3 separate regions of the Zea mays genome follow, and all the other regions are linked to region 1. The links are chromatin contacts, called in public Hi-C maps. All regions are on one chromosome and are shown on one strand. The core of a region is the stretch at or near the end of the contact, and the rest is flanking DNA. Distances in the headings are between cores, read along the strand shown.

Region 1 (4,634 bases), core at 894-3,393:
CTCGGCGGCCGTGTTGATTTTGGATGGTTTTACCAAATCGATTTTTATAGAAGTGTGCTGAAAAACTGAGCGTTTTTCGGTCCGCAGCGGTTTTTTGTGGCCAAAAGCTAAAAAAAAGCTGAAACCATATATTTGTCTCTTGGCAGCGGAATCCTGACAGCTGGTCAACTACTAAATTCAAGTTGGTTCAGACAGCAGTGAAAGCTCAACACAGTATGCAGACCACAACCTTGCCAAATAATCCCACACCATGAACAAAATGAACGAAAGGGCGAAAAATATCCTCTATGCTCCACAAAATGAACAAATAATTTGGTAATTCAGTGGCTGTTGTCTTATAATTGCATAAAATAAAAAATAGTGTGCCCATGTAAATGAGTTTTCAGACTCAAACGGTACCATGTGCATTTTATATTAATAGCTTAATAATATTTCAGCTAAGCACAAACAGGCTACAAGTCAGAAGTCAGGCGCACTTCATTTACATACCCGCAGTACAATTTCGCATGAAACATTGTCAATTTCGATTTCTTCAGTGCTCATATGAAAGTATTCTGTACCCTATATATACACACTGAACACCAGCATAAGAAACATAAACCACAGCGATGCGAAGATAGTTCTACTCACTGTCGGTTCCTCATTCTCCTAAATCCATGAATAATTTAATTTATCTTTAAAGCAAAGCCCAAAGAAGCTGGCAGAGGCCCCGAAACTGTCAACCAGGCAAACACGATCGTTCAGCAAGAGAATCAGAACTCACAAAGGTTGCCCCAGCATCAATGGAGTGACGCAAACCTTCTAGAACATCAAGTTCCCGTGACATCCCTCCTCCCCCTTCATCGATCCTGCAGTCCGCAACTTGAGGGCTTGAGCTCTTCTCCCAGCCACCACCTCCTACTACCTCCGAGCTGCCATCGAAGCGCAGAGCTGGATCAGCGCCGCACTCCACAGAGCCCGCGCTGCATGGCCTCTGAAACGGGGACACGCCGACCTCGGCGTCGATCCTGCCCCGGACGTCGAGCAGGAGGCCCCTGAGCCTCGCCACCTCCGCCTCCAGAGCCGCGTGGTCTTGCAGCCGCCGCACGAGCTGCTGGTTGGCGGCGCGCAGCTTCTTGACCTCCCCTTCCAGGAAGGCCGCGCGCGCCTTCTTCTTCTCGCGGTACTTGCGCACGGCTTCCCTGTTTCCCAGGGGCCTCCGCGGCTTCGCTGAGCCGTCGTCCTCCCCGCCGCTGCCCAGGACCTGGGTGTGCGTGTGCAGGCACGTGTGGGTATGCATGGCGGCCGAGGGGCCCGGAGGGTCGCAGCTGTGCGTGTGGGTGCAGGTGGTCGTGGTCGTGGCGCTGCTGAAGAACTCGTCGAAGCTGTGAGGCATCTCCGGGTGGGAGAAGAGCAACTGGCAGGGGAGGTCAGCTCCATCGTCCATTGTGGCGGAGAATGCGCCTGCCTGCCCGGAACAGATTTCTTCCCTCTGTGGTCAACGGACAAGGATGCCAGAGAAGAAACGGGGAGGGCGGGAGGCGAAGGAATCAGGAACTTGTTCGAAGGATGCTCCTTGAAGCTTTGAGAAGTGGATTTCTGATAATCAGCGGTTGCTGGGTGGCAAGCTGACGGATCACGAGTGAAACTAACTTGCAGGTGCAGGGCAGGGCAGTGGACCACATCAGTCACCACTGAGCAGTCGAGCCAGGGAGGATTGGAGAGACGGCAACGAACTCCTGCAAGGAATGGTGATCTGCCCTAACTGGGCGAAAAGCAATTCACAAGATTGAAGAGTTGGTCGGAAGGACCGCAGACGACGCCGGATCAGCGTGGTAGCCCGAGAAGGCGGTGGACTGGCCGGGAAAATAAAGCAGGATTCCGGCGAGACGGTATGAAAAAAACGGTGGGGCAAGGGTAGGCGGCAGGTCTCTCGCTCCCTCACCGCCGAGCTACTTCTAGCGGGGAGAAACTTTCTGTCCAGTTTCTACCTTCCCTTTCTCTCCTCTCTCTATCCCTTCTCGCCTTTGTCAGCTTCTTTCTTTCTCGTCTCACCCGCCACCGATCTTTTGGAGGAGAGGAGAATCCTGGAAAGGGAGGGGTGTTGTGTTGTGGAGGAGATGGACGCCGACGTGGTTGGTTTAGGGGCGGGGGTGGAGTCGTGGAGACGGAGGGAGGGGCGACGATCCCCGGACCTTGCCAGTGCTGGGAGGTTTATCGATCGCTCGCAATGATGAACCTTTTCGCTTGTGGTGGCCTACAACTGGCCTGTTCAGTTGGACTTTTTCGCGCTTTAAACCTTTTCCACTCCCTCCGTTCGAAATCAGTATTCGCTCATCAACTACTTTTTATATCTATATTCAAATATATTTTTATATCTATATTCAAATAGACGACGAAGTCATATATGCAAAACACATCCATTAATGTTAAATGAATCCACTAAATACCTGAAACGAATTTTAATTTGAGACAAAGAGTACTATATTAAGTGTTTAAATATAATAGAGCTAATAATTAGTTGCTAAAAAATTACTGGTAAAATTAGCTAACTAACAAATAGATAGCCAATTATTAGTTAATTTACCAAAAATAGCTAATAGAACTATTAGCTAGAGTGTTTGATATCTTCAACTAATTTTAGTAGCTAATTATTAGGTTTAGTACATTAAATACCCTAAAGCACTAATTTCAACATTGTCCTGCGTTACCATTCCCGTTTAATGTAAAAATAAAATAAAAAATATATGTAAAAATATGAGTTTAAACTTTAGTAGTTAGCTTCACATTGACATCCACTTAATCAATAGAACACATTTTTATGTCTTAATAAAATCTATTCATATAATTAATATATATATATATACCATGTCATGCAAGTTTTTTTTATTGCCTAGTTGACTATGCACATCATTGTTCATAAAAAACACGCATGCAGAGAAGTTTTTTTAAGAACAAATTATAAAGAAGCGCTATGGAGAAACAAGCATAAAACTTTCAGCATCCAGGTGGTGTTTACTAGCTCGACCTCGGTTAGAATCCCCGAATTGGGCATGCTGCGCTCAGGGTCGCATGGCAAGCAGTGGCCGATTCTCGTCCAAGTTTGTGTCTGCTCTCTGCTGTGCGTAAGTCTGACGAACTTCAAATGGGCTGCGAGGAGCGAGTGGGGAACAGAAATCAACATGGAAACAAGAACGGAAGGACAAGAACAAATTAAGACCAGGTAACAGCTACATCACTAAAGTCAAGCTAGTCCATCGGTACAGACATCTCCCAGGGAAGGACCTAAGTCCCTTTTGTACATGGCTTACTTTGAAGAAGATTAGAGGTATCCATTGTTTCGATGATTAACCAAACGGCTTCAGGTAGCTGTAGCTTGCTGTGCGTTGAGTTCTTCAGCGGGTAATGAGATAAATAAACTTGTTCAACAGGGGAAAAAAGAACTTGCATGCAGGCAGCCGTGAACCAGTATTACTACCAGGCTACCAGCTTGCAGTTGATGGTTAGGTAACGCCCGTCTGGAGACGTGACCGTACTGCCGCTTGCGCTTGATGGTTAGGTTACGCCCGTCTGAGCTCTCAGAGTCCAGCTGTTTTGACCAAACAACATTTCTTCCCAGTACCCTGATACCATTCATGGGACTAAGAAGAAACCCTGCAGTTCCCTCCACATTTTCTCATCCGGGCTTGGGACCGGCAAAGGCAGTGTTAAACCGCAAACAAACAACAAATCAGGAAACACAAACAATTACACACAAAGAAGATCGTGCTCCCAGACATAATTTGAAAAAAAAGATAAGCAAGTGGACAGCTAAAAAACAGCCAGTGTACACTCGTGCAATCTTATGTACAGTTAAGACATCCAGCATATCACAAAAAACTGACCGCAATACATTTCTTAGCGCCAACATGGACATCATAAGGCACTACTGCTAGTCCACGATAGAAATGGTCAAACAATAAGCACATAGAAGACAAGTTTGTTCAGAGAGATTTTCTTTTGGCATGCACAGAAGCAGCAACATCCTTTTTCTTAGTTTTGATCCACAACAGATAAGATGCACCAGATGAAAGTCAAGACATAAACAATACATAACAGATGGAAGTAAAATTAGAAGCGAACCAGAAACTAGATTAAACATTAGTAGGGGTCCTAACAGAAAATTTGGGTAATTGGACCAAAAAGTATACGATGACCACATATGCTCAAGTAAAGAACCTACAATTTCAGTAACAAACCAATTTTGCACAATGAAGTTATGTATTGTCAAGAAAGAGTTCTTGCTGGATATCGGCGCAAATAGTGGACCTGAGCCATCAGATGAGGCATGCAGATTAACAAGGACAGCTTCAAAATAAAGGTAGTGCAAAGGAGTAACCTAACCTTAGCTCCAAGTGGATCCAATATAAATGGTTAGATTGAAGAGTATCGTAATGAGTGCCTCATCACTCCTAACATCCAAGCATTAATGCTTTCAAATAACTGGAAACCAAGCAAACCACCAACAATCCAAATCACAAGTGAAATGGAAAGTGATATGCAGTCAATATTCAGGAACAGTAGTTAGTGCAATCTCTGAACAATGTATCGTCTTGGTTGTGATCATGTGGATTATATAACTAGCATGGAGCATCCAAAGCATCCGAAACAGCAGA
Region 2 (4,634 bases), core at 1,112-3,611, 370 kb after region 1:
CCGTGCGCTGCGCGACGACCTTCCGATGGTGGCCGCGGGCCCCGCCCCGAGAGCGAGGGCGAAACGGCCGCCGCGCGAATCAGCGCCCCCCGATGCCGCCGCCCCCCCAGGCCCCAGCTCGCGCGCCTGTCCCTGTCCGGCGCGGACCACGCACGCCAGGACAGACAGGTCCTCCCCCCCTCCTCCCACCGCTTTACCCGCCCGCGCCCGCGTGCACGCACCACGGACGCCAGCCAATGGGCGACCGCCTCCCACGCGGGACGGGCAGGTACGATTTCGTATCCCCGCGCGCCGCGGGGCTGGTGCGTGCGTGCTTGCGTGGGCCGAGGCGCGCAGGGCGGATCCCGCTCCCGGCTCCCGCCCCTGGACGGCAGGCTGTGGCCGGCAGCGCCGCGCACCCGTGGGCCGTGGGGGCGTCGACCGCACGCTCACGTTACTCCCGAGATCACGAGCGGAAAGGGCAACCACGACCTGCCACTGCCACTGCCAGCCCAGCGCACGCACAGCACAGCACAGCACACAGGCAGGACGATCGCGCCGTACGCGCACACCGACGGACGGGGCGGCGAAAGATCCATCCGCCCCTGCTGCCCTGCCGGCTGCGGCCGCTTGGCTTTTTAAGAAGCTGGCCTTCCTGTTTTAAAAATTTTGGTAGTAAGAGCTGACAACAAAAAACTGGCCTGTTTGAATCTTATCCAGTTTCCAAAAACCAGAATGTTAAAACCTGAGAATACAAACAGGCTGGTCGATCGCCTGTGTTTACTCGCTCGTTATCCGCATGCGTCACCTTGGATCAGCGGCGACGCCAGCACCAGCAAAGCACATGTCTGATCCTTCTCCACGTAATTAACAAACAGCCTGGCCGGGAAAACGACTCGAGAAGGCACGTAGCACGCAAAATTATATTCTCTCCGTCGGCGCAGCGGCTGTAGCGTGGCGTGGGAGGTGAAACCGACAGCGATGCCGCCTCCGTCTCCTGCGCCACTGGTCGTGCCAACTACCCACAAGTTTTCAGAACTTGAGCGGTGCACTGCACATTGTTTTAGCGGCTGGATCTGCGGTGCTCTCGTCGTTCTGAAACGGACACGGTGAGTGTCTACGCCGGACGAGACGACCGGTCGACTCGCTTTGATGCGTCTTTAACCGACCAATAAAGGCGACGTTGCATGGATTGCAAGCAAGCCTTAAATGAAACTACGATGCTCGCCGTTCATTTTAAGAAAATCTCGCTTCAGTTTCTGAGAACGATAAATAAGTAGAGTTTTTCGTTGTGGGTTTTCTCGGCCGGCCGTTTCTCATGGCTATCAAAATACTAGTAGTGCATAATATAATATAGTAATCCGGTCCATAACAACGCCGGCAGGACCTGTCTTCGGTGACAATACAGCTTTCATCATAAACTAAAAAGGTCCCGGCGCAAAAACTATTTACAAAAATGCCCGTCGTCGACGTCGTCTGTCGGAGGAGAGCGTCTCTCAGCTTAGTAGTACCGAATTTTCCTCGAGAAAAAGGAGAAGAAAGAACTAAGAAGACAGACAGTCATTAAAAGCTTCGACGACTAGGCTTCCGCCTCCGTCGGCGGTGAGCAGTTCAGGTCGAGATCGAACGCGGCGGGCTTCCTCGCCGACACAGCGGCCGGTGGCGACGGCGACAGATCCACTACCGACGAACAGTCGGAGTCGCTCTGCGCCACGGTGACCGCCGGCGCCAGCTTGAGCACACGGCACCCTGCTTCCGCGGCTGCGGCTGCGGCCTGCCCGAAGAAGTAGTACGGGTGCGTAACGGGGATGCTGCCGAAAGGGAAGCGTACGGCGGCAGCGCCCGTGCCCGTGGCCGCGGCCGCCGCGCGGTGGAACAGGTCCAGCTCGAGCGACGGCGGGAGCGGCATGGCCTGCATGGGCGCCTGCGCGTCGCTGCTGAAGGACTCGACGGTGCTGCTGTTGCTGCTCCGGCAACCGGCTGCGGAGAGGGGCACGCACGAGGGGTAAGGGAAGTTGGTCTTGGCCTTGGCGCCGCGGTACTCGCGCGCGGCGGCGTCGTAGGCCCGCGCGGCGTCCTCGGCCGTGTCGTAGGTGCCGAGCCACACCCGGCTCTTCTTCGCCGGGTCGCGGATCTCCGCCGCGTACCGGCCCCACGGCCGCTTCCTCACGCCTCTGTAGTGCGGGCCGCCGGCCCCGCCGCCGCCGCCGACGCTGAGCGCGAGCCCCGTGGCAGCGGCCGCCGCCGGTGCCATGGTTTTCTCTGACGTTCTCGGCGCCATGGCCTCCTCTCCTTCGTTTCCTTTGTTTTGCGGAACAGCGGGAGGCGCGCGCGCGCGCGTGCGTGTGTTTGTATGTGTTGGGTGGCGTGGCGTCTGGGATTTGAGGTGGGAGAGGAGAGCGGAGGAGGGACTTATAGCGGTGGTGGAGGAGAGGAAGGGGGGGTTAAAAAGGGTGGCAATGGCGAGAGCGGGTGGTGGAGCGGCAACAAGGAATAAAACTCGGCGCAGTCACCAGTCAGGGACGAGCGCTTTGACTGTCCGGTGTCCGCGCAGGCAGCCGCCCCGCCCCTCGTCTTTACAAGACTGCCTTTTGTTTTTGTTTCCGCCGTGACGTGACCCCGGTGGAGCGGAAAATTGCTCGGACAAGGAGGGCTTCGATTCACAAAACTGCTTTGATAAAATAGAGTCCAGAAGAGCCAGATGGAATAATGAATAAGTAAAAAAAAAGGGTTTGAGCAAGGTGCCGGTGTGTAAAAAGACATGATCCCATAGTATTCCGTAAACAAAAGGCATCATAGCCGCCGCGGGTGCAGTGGGGCGGCACGTTACGGGAGCACGTCAGTCACGGACGGCGTGGGGCCCCCCCGGCGCAAGGACGCATCACGATCCGTGCGTCCCGAGCCGCTGTCTGCGCGGCACTCGCAGCCAGCCAGGCAACCAACCATCCTCGCCGCCCGCGTGCGCGCACAGGCACGTGGACCATCCGCCGAGGGCGAGGGACTGACTGGACCGACTGCAGTGCACGCCACCTCCCTCTCTCTTTCCGCGCATCGTCGGCGCGGGGCGGGCGTGACGTCCAATGGGGTCGGCTCAGGCAGCTGTGCGCAAGCCGATAAAGCCGCCCGCCGCACCGCTTAGCCCGTCCGTAGTGGTACAGGTACTACTGGTTACCACGTAAAGTGGCGCGGCGCCGGGCTGGACGTTAATAATAATAATAAAGTAAAACGCAACGCCGAGTGGAGTGGGACAGCCCGCCGTGACGACGGCACGTTAGACGGCAGCGGCCCGTTCGAGGCGAGGCCATCGTGGGGCCCGGGCCAAGTGTCGGCATCGGCCGGGCTCCGCGGTCGCTTGGCCGCCTGCCGACTGCCGCGCCTGGATCGCGTCGCCACCACCAACCGTTTCCTCCGCCCGCGCTCCCGCATTGAAAGCGGTGGAGGTGCGCGCGCGCGTGGACCGACAGCCACGCGCCGGTCGCGACGTGCGTTGCGTCCCGTGGGCATGACGGGTGGCGACGCGCCCTCGCCGCCCCCGGCTCCGCTCCGCTCCGCGCCACCACACCACACACGCCGGGCGAGGAGGACCACTGGGCCTTTTTCCTTTCCGTTCCATCCCGATCGACGCCGAGTACTACTACTACCAGGGCACGGGCGCCGCACCGCACACTGTCCTTGTCCATTTGTGAGGTGGGAAGCGGTGCTCGTTGATCTGGACACCTCGGGCCGGCCAGCCCGTGTGCGTGTGGTGGGTGAGGTGTGCAGATCGGACGGTTGCTCGTCGTCGCCACGCCACGGCAGCCTTTCCCAACTTTCTGTGTTCATCAATCAATCTGAACGGAAGCTTCTGGGCGGGGGTGGTGGCACTGGCAGCCAAAAGCGCCTTCTCTTTTAGTGGGGAATGCTATGCTCAGCATGAGAGCAACCGGATCAAGCCTCGTAGAGAACTTTTTTCTTCTCTCTCCCACACCGCCTCCTTCCTCGACCGCGTGTTCCATGCATTCGAATGTCCTTAGGGGCAAAAAAAAAAAAAAAAGATGGCCGTTCTTACGATGTTTCCTCAAAAAGAGATAAACCCTGGTTATACTACTGAATTTATATGTTTGGACTTCAGTACTAGACACACATTCAAAACGGACTAAGTACGTATTTATTTTTACCGTAGACCCGTTGGGAATGGAAGACACAGCGTTTACTACCGCTACCGCTACCTTTTTTTTATATGCAATGATTGTTTGTCTTAACAGTCTCCGTACAGAATTTAGAGACGGGCAGAGCCACAAGCAAAGCCGGCAGCGTCCAAGTTTCGTGAGGATTTTCGGCCGGCGGGCTGCCCCACGCCACGGAACCGCGCGCCGGCCGGATCTGGATTTAACAGACGCTAATCCGCCCGGCCGACACACACACACTTGCGCCTAAAGAAATCGCGACCAACCAGCGGCGCGGAGGACCGTGCGGGCCCAGGCGAAGCAGTGGCATGGTTGGCGGATCACGCAACGGATCCGGCCGCGGAATCATTCGTGCGCTGCCGCCCGCGCCGTGGAAAAAAAAAAGAAAATAAAGGGGACGGGGGTCAGTGTGGCGTGGGGGACCTCTGGAGTGGAGAAAGAGAGGGACAGCGACGGCCTGCGCCTGCGGCGTACGTGCCGCCCGCCCGA
Region 3 (4,634 bases), core at 1,168-3,667, 350 kb before region 1:
ATCACCTCTGTTGCCTCTACATTTTTCCAATCAAGGACAATCAAGTTTAATTAATCGGGTGGCGATCTTCACGCCACCATGATCATAAGAATAGCCATGTAACAAATCAAAACCAACGAATTTAAGCAAACCTCCACCCTTCAACGGATCTCTCCATAACCAGAGGACCTTTCCTTCCGCATCTAGGAGGACAAAACCAGCAAGGACCTTTCATTTTGCATCTAGCCAGACAAGCTCTGCAGATTCACTAACCAAGCATTAAAGGGAGCCTATGTGTGCAGTTAATTTTCAAAGATCATTGACAGGAGGATGGTTAGTGAACAAACAACTCTGAACATTTCCAAACTTCTGATAGCAAAAGCAGAAGCAGGATCTAACTCGCCTCCAACCCATCCATCCAAAAATCGAGTTGCTGGAGAAAACCACCATCCCAACATAAGAAATTAAAATGGCAGCGGATAGAAATCTAAGAATATGAAGAGCGATAGGTAAATTAATTCAAACGATCTTATCGCCGATACTATGAACTCGAGTCGAGTCAAGGCCTTAATCTACTTTCCAAAACTCGGTTGCCCTTGCAGATCCAACCAGCAACATTTCCAATCAGCAGATAGACATTTAAGGATGTGAAGAACGATAGGTAAATTTATCCAAACGATCTCATCGATGATACTACGAACTCCAGTCGAGTCAAGGCCTCAATCTACTTTACACAACTCTATTGCCCCTGCAGATCGAGCCAGCAGCATTTCCAATCAAGCTTAGAGCAAGTCTGGTTCTAATAATATTCGCACCAATACGATGATATCAGAATGAGAAACGACGAGTGAGCCATAAGCAAACCTCCACCCTTCAACTGATCTCTCCATAACCAGAAAGGACCCTTCTGCATCTGATGAAGTTTGAGGACAAACAACCAAAAGGCCACAAGTGAGATCAGTCGTTAACATAAGAACGAAGGTCTCCAAATTCACATGGTGCACAAGCTACGACTGCGCTATTTGATTCTGATGGTACCACACCAGGGACAGACAATTGAGCCTGAAACCACCAAATCCATGTCCAAGTGACAAAACCAATGAACCGTTGGATCTAACAGAATACTGACCTGCCTCCGAACTTGGGCAAACAGATCGCCACACGACACCACGACGAACCCCCAACACCAGATCGGACCCAATCCTGCAACCCACGCACAGAGAAAACGAAGACGAAACAAGATTCGACACAAAAACTAGACGGGTTGCAGGAAAAAACAAACTACAAACCCAACCAACCCTGCCACAACTCAGGCTCACTCCCCGGGTCGCAGGAAAGCGGAACGCCCCAAAGGGATCTGCGAGAGCACAAAAGCGCAACAGCAGCAGAAGAGATCAGCCAGAGAAGAAACTGACCCAACTCGAAGTCGAAACGGAGTGTACAAAGAAGGAAGAAATGGAAAACGCAAACGCGCCGAGATGAATAAACGGAGAGCGAGGAAAATCCACCTCCAACCTGCACCTCTAAAGGACACAACCACATACTATGATCATTTGATATACAGTACCAAATAAATCCAGATTACAATCGAATCATTGAAGGTAGCCTACAAGTGAACTAAATTTCGAAGAACATTTGACATATAGGATGGTTTTTTTTGAACAAACAAGGAACCCTGAAGAGTTCAGAACTTATTATTGCTGACGCAGAAGCAGAATCGAACTCAGGCCCCAATCCATCCATTTGCAATCCAGTCAAAGCTTCAATCTACGTCCAAAACATCACCTATGTTGCCTCTACATCATTTTTCCAATCAAGGACAATTAGGCTTCTAATTAATCAGGTGGCAATCATCACGCCACCATGATTGACATAAGAACAGTCATATAACAAATCAAAACCAACGAAAGTAAGCAAACCTCCACCCTTCAACTGATCTTTCCATAACAAGGCGGACCTTTCCTTCCACATCTAGGAGGACAAAACCAGAAGGTACCTTTCATTTTGCAGCAACACAACCGGAATCCATCTGATTGGTTGCCGTAGCAGCGTAGCCAGACTGCTCGACATGAGCCAGGATAAGTAGCACCCGATTGAGCTCATGCAAGTCATATTTGTTTGGTTGTTTGCACAAACTCATGCATACTAGATATAGACTATGTTTGGTTGTGTAAATTAAAACATAAGGGTACATAAATAAATGTTCAAATATATATAAGTATCAATGGTTTAGTTTTGTTCATAAAAATCTTAGAAACATAAATATGAAATTAGTTTAGTAATTAAATCGTTTAATTAAAAGATATAATAAAAAACAAATTAAAATAATATTTTGTATTTGGCGCTGCTGCATGCGGGCGGCAAGCTTGGAGCCTGCACGCGCCAATACGCGCTCCACCGGCGTATCTGTGGAGCCTGGCCGAATGACATATCTTGCATCCGATGAGCCTGCATGGGTAGAGAAGAGAACCAAACAAGGCTGGATTTAAAACTCCACGCGTGCAGTTGCACAACGGCGTGCTCCAACCAAACAGTCGGAATGATTTCTGACCTGCCCCCAGTTTTAAATATCAGTTCTTCGCTACAGGGATTTTTGATTGCCAAACTTACCCTACAACCACATGTAAAAGCAACCACAACATAGATAAAGCTAGACAAAAGCATCCACAGAAATCCCAAACCAAAACAAGTATCGTGACCGTTGGACTACCAATTATTTGAGCCAAATGATCTGCAGACACAGAAATTCCAGCAGCACAAGAATTAAAGCTCCAGTCGAAGCATATAGCATGATAAAGCAGAAACAAGTTTGATTAAATGAAAGTTGTAGGGCTGTAGTTCTACCAATATCTGCTTAAATCTCCCACATCCCAAACTTGCCCAGTGACTTCTATCGCTGCAGATTAAATAAGAATTATCTGAATTTTATCATGGTTCATATACTAGCATTTTGTAAATTGGATAAGTTTACTCTAAACATATTCTGCGTGACAAGCCCACCCAAAAATATGAGAAGACATCTATCCATATACAATCCAGTTGCTGGAAAAAAAATACTAGCCCGAATATAAGAAACAAGAAATTTGAGTACCAATAAGTGAGAGATACATATATCCAAACGATGTTATCGGCATGCCATGAACTTAGTCCAGTCAAAGCTTCAATCTACGTCCAAAACATCACCTCTGTTGCCTCTACATTTTTCCAATCAAGGACAATCAAGTTTCTAATTAATCGGGTGGCAATCTTCACGCCACCATGATTAACATAAGAATAGCCATGTAACAAATCAAAACCAACGAATTTAAGCAAACCTCCACCCTTCAACGGATCTCTCCATAACCAGAGGACCTTTCCTTCCGCATCTAGGAGGACAAAACCAGCAAGGACCTTTCATTTTGCATCTAGCCAGACAAACTCTGCAGATTCACTAACCAAGCATTAAAGGGGGCCTATGTGTGCAGTTCATTTTCAAAGATCATTGACAGGAGGATGGTTAGTGAACAAACAACTCTGAACATTTCCAAACTTCTGATGGCAAAAGCAGAAGCAGGATCTAACTCGCCTCCAACCCATCCATCCACAAATCGAGTTGCTGGAGAAAACCACCATCCCAACATAAGAAATTAAAATGGCAGCGGATAGAAATCTAAGAATTTGAAGGGCGATAGGTAAATTAATTCAAACGATTTTATCGCCGATACTATGAACGAGTCGAGTCAAGGCCTTAATCTACTTTCCAAAACTCGGTTGCCCCTGCAGATCCAACCAGCAACATTTCCAATCAGCAGATAGACATTTAAGGATGTGAAGAACGATAGGTAAATTTATCCAAACGATCTCATCGATGATACTACAAACTCCATTCGAGTCAAGGCCTCAATCTACTTTACAAAACTCTGTTGCCCCTGCAGATCGAGCCAGCAGCATTTCCAATCAAGCTTAGAGCAAGTCTGGTTCTAATAATCTTCGCACCAATATGATGATATCAGAATGAGAAATGACGAGTGAGCCATAAGCAAACCTCCACCCTTCAACTGATCTCTCCATAACCAGAAAGGACCCTTCTGCATCTGATGAAGTTTAAGGAGGACAAACAACCAAAAGGCCACAAGCGAGATCAGTCGTTAACATAAGAACGAAGGTCTCCAAATTCACCTGGTGCACAAGCTACGACTGCGCTATCTGATTCTGATGGTACCACACCAGGGACAGACAATTGAGCCTGAAACCACCAAATCCATGTCCAAGTGACAAAACCTCCAATCAAGCTTAGAGCAAGTCTGGTTCTAATAATCTTCGCACCAATATGATGATATCAGAATGAGAAATGACGAGTGAGCCATAAGCAAACCTCCACCCTTCAACTGATCTCTCCATAACCAGAAAGGACCCTTCTGCATCTGATGAAGTTTAAGGAGGACAAACAACCAAAAGGCCACAAGCGAGATCAGTCGTTAACATAAGAAGAAAGGTCTCCAAATTCACCTGGTGCACAAGCTACGACTGCGCTATCTGATTCTGATGGTACCACACCAGGGACAGACAATTGAGCCTGAAACCACCAAATCCATGTCCAATTGACAAAACCAGAAAGCCGTAGGATCTAACACAATACTGACCTGCCTCCGAACTTGGGCAAACAGATCGCCACA

The links. A called contact is a pair of places that touch in the nucleus more often than the background predicts.
Region 2: a contact with region 1 is called in a Hi-C map of leaf mesophyll, with 2.4 times the contacts expected there. The contact joins the promoter of LOC100280582 here to the promoter of LOC100191786 in region 1. A contact is called at or near these places in 6 of 25 Hi-C or Micro-C datasets (bundle sheath, ear, leaf and 1 more).
Region 3: a Hi-C map of leaf shows a contact between it and region 1, with 10 times the contacts expected there. The contact joins the enhancer-like site here to the promoter of LOC100191786 in region 1. A contact is called at or near these places in 13 of 25 Hi-C or Micro-C datasets (bundle sheath, ear, endosperm and 3 more).

What each region holds. Positions count from the first base shown.
Region 1 is chr8:123,359,108-123,363,741 of Zm-B73-REFERENCE-NAM-5.0, forward strand. It overlaps LOC100191786, which reads right to left and starts at 2,144. Exons shown (of 2, transcript NM_001137211.1): 1 at 799-2,144; 2 at 412-715. The coding sequence starts at 1,426. The coding sequence ends at 666.
Region 2 is chr8:123,728,640-123,733,273 of Zm-B73-REFERENCE-NAM-5.0, forward strand. It overlaps LOC100280582, which reads right to left and starts at 2,362. Exons shown (of 1, transcript NM_001153501.2): 1 at 1,299-2,362. The coding sequence starts at 2,260. The coding sequence ends at 1,559.
Region 3 is chr8:123,008,279-123,012,912 of Zm-B73-REFERENCE-NAM-5.0, forward strand. LOC109941443 (a long non-coding RNA gene) reads right to left here. Exons shown (of 2, transcript XR_002264078.2): 1 at 2,531-4,634; 2 at 1-2,427. Among protein-coding and RNA genes, the nearest start is that of LOC109941443, 7.8 kb to the right of the region's middle. Within about 2 kb of position 2,418, at least 2 of the 20 cell types and tissues checked have an H3K27ac peak or open chromatin away from gene starts, as enhancers often do.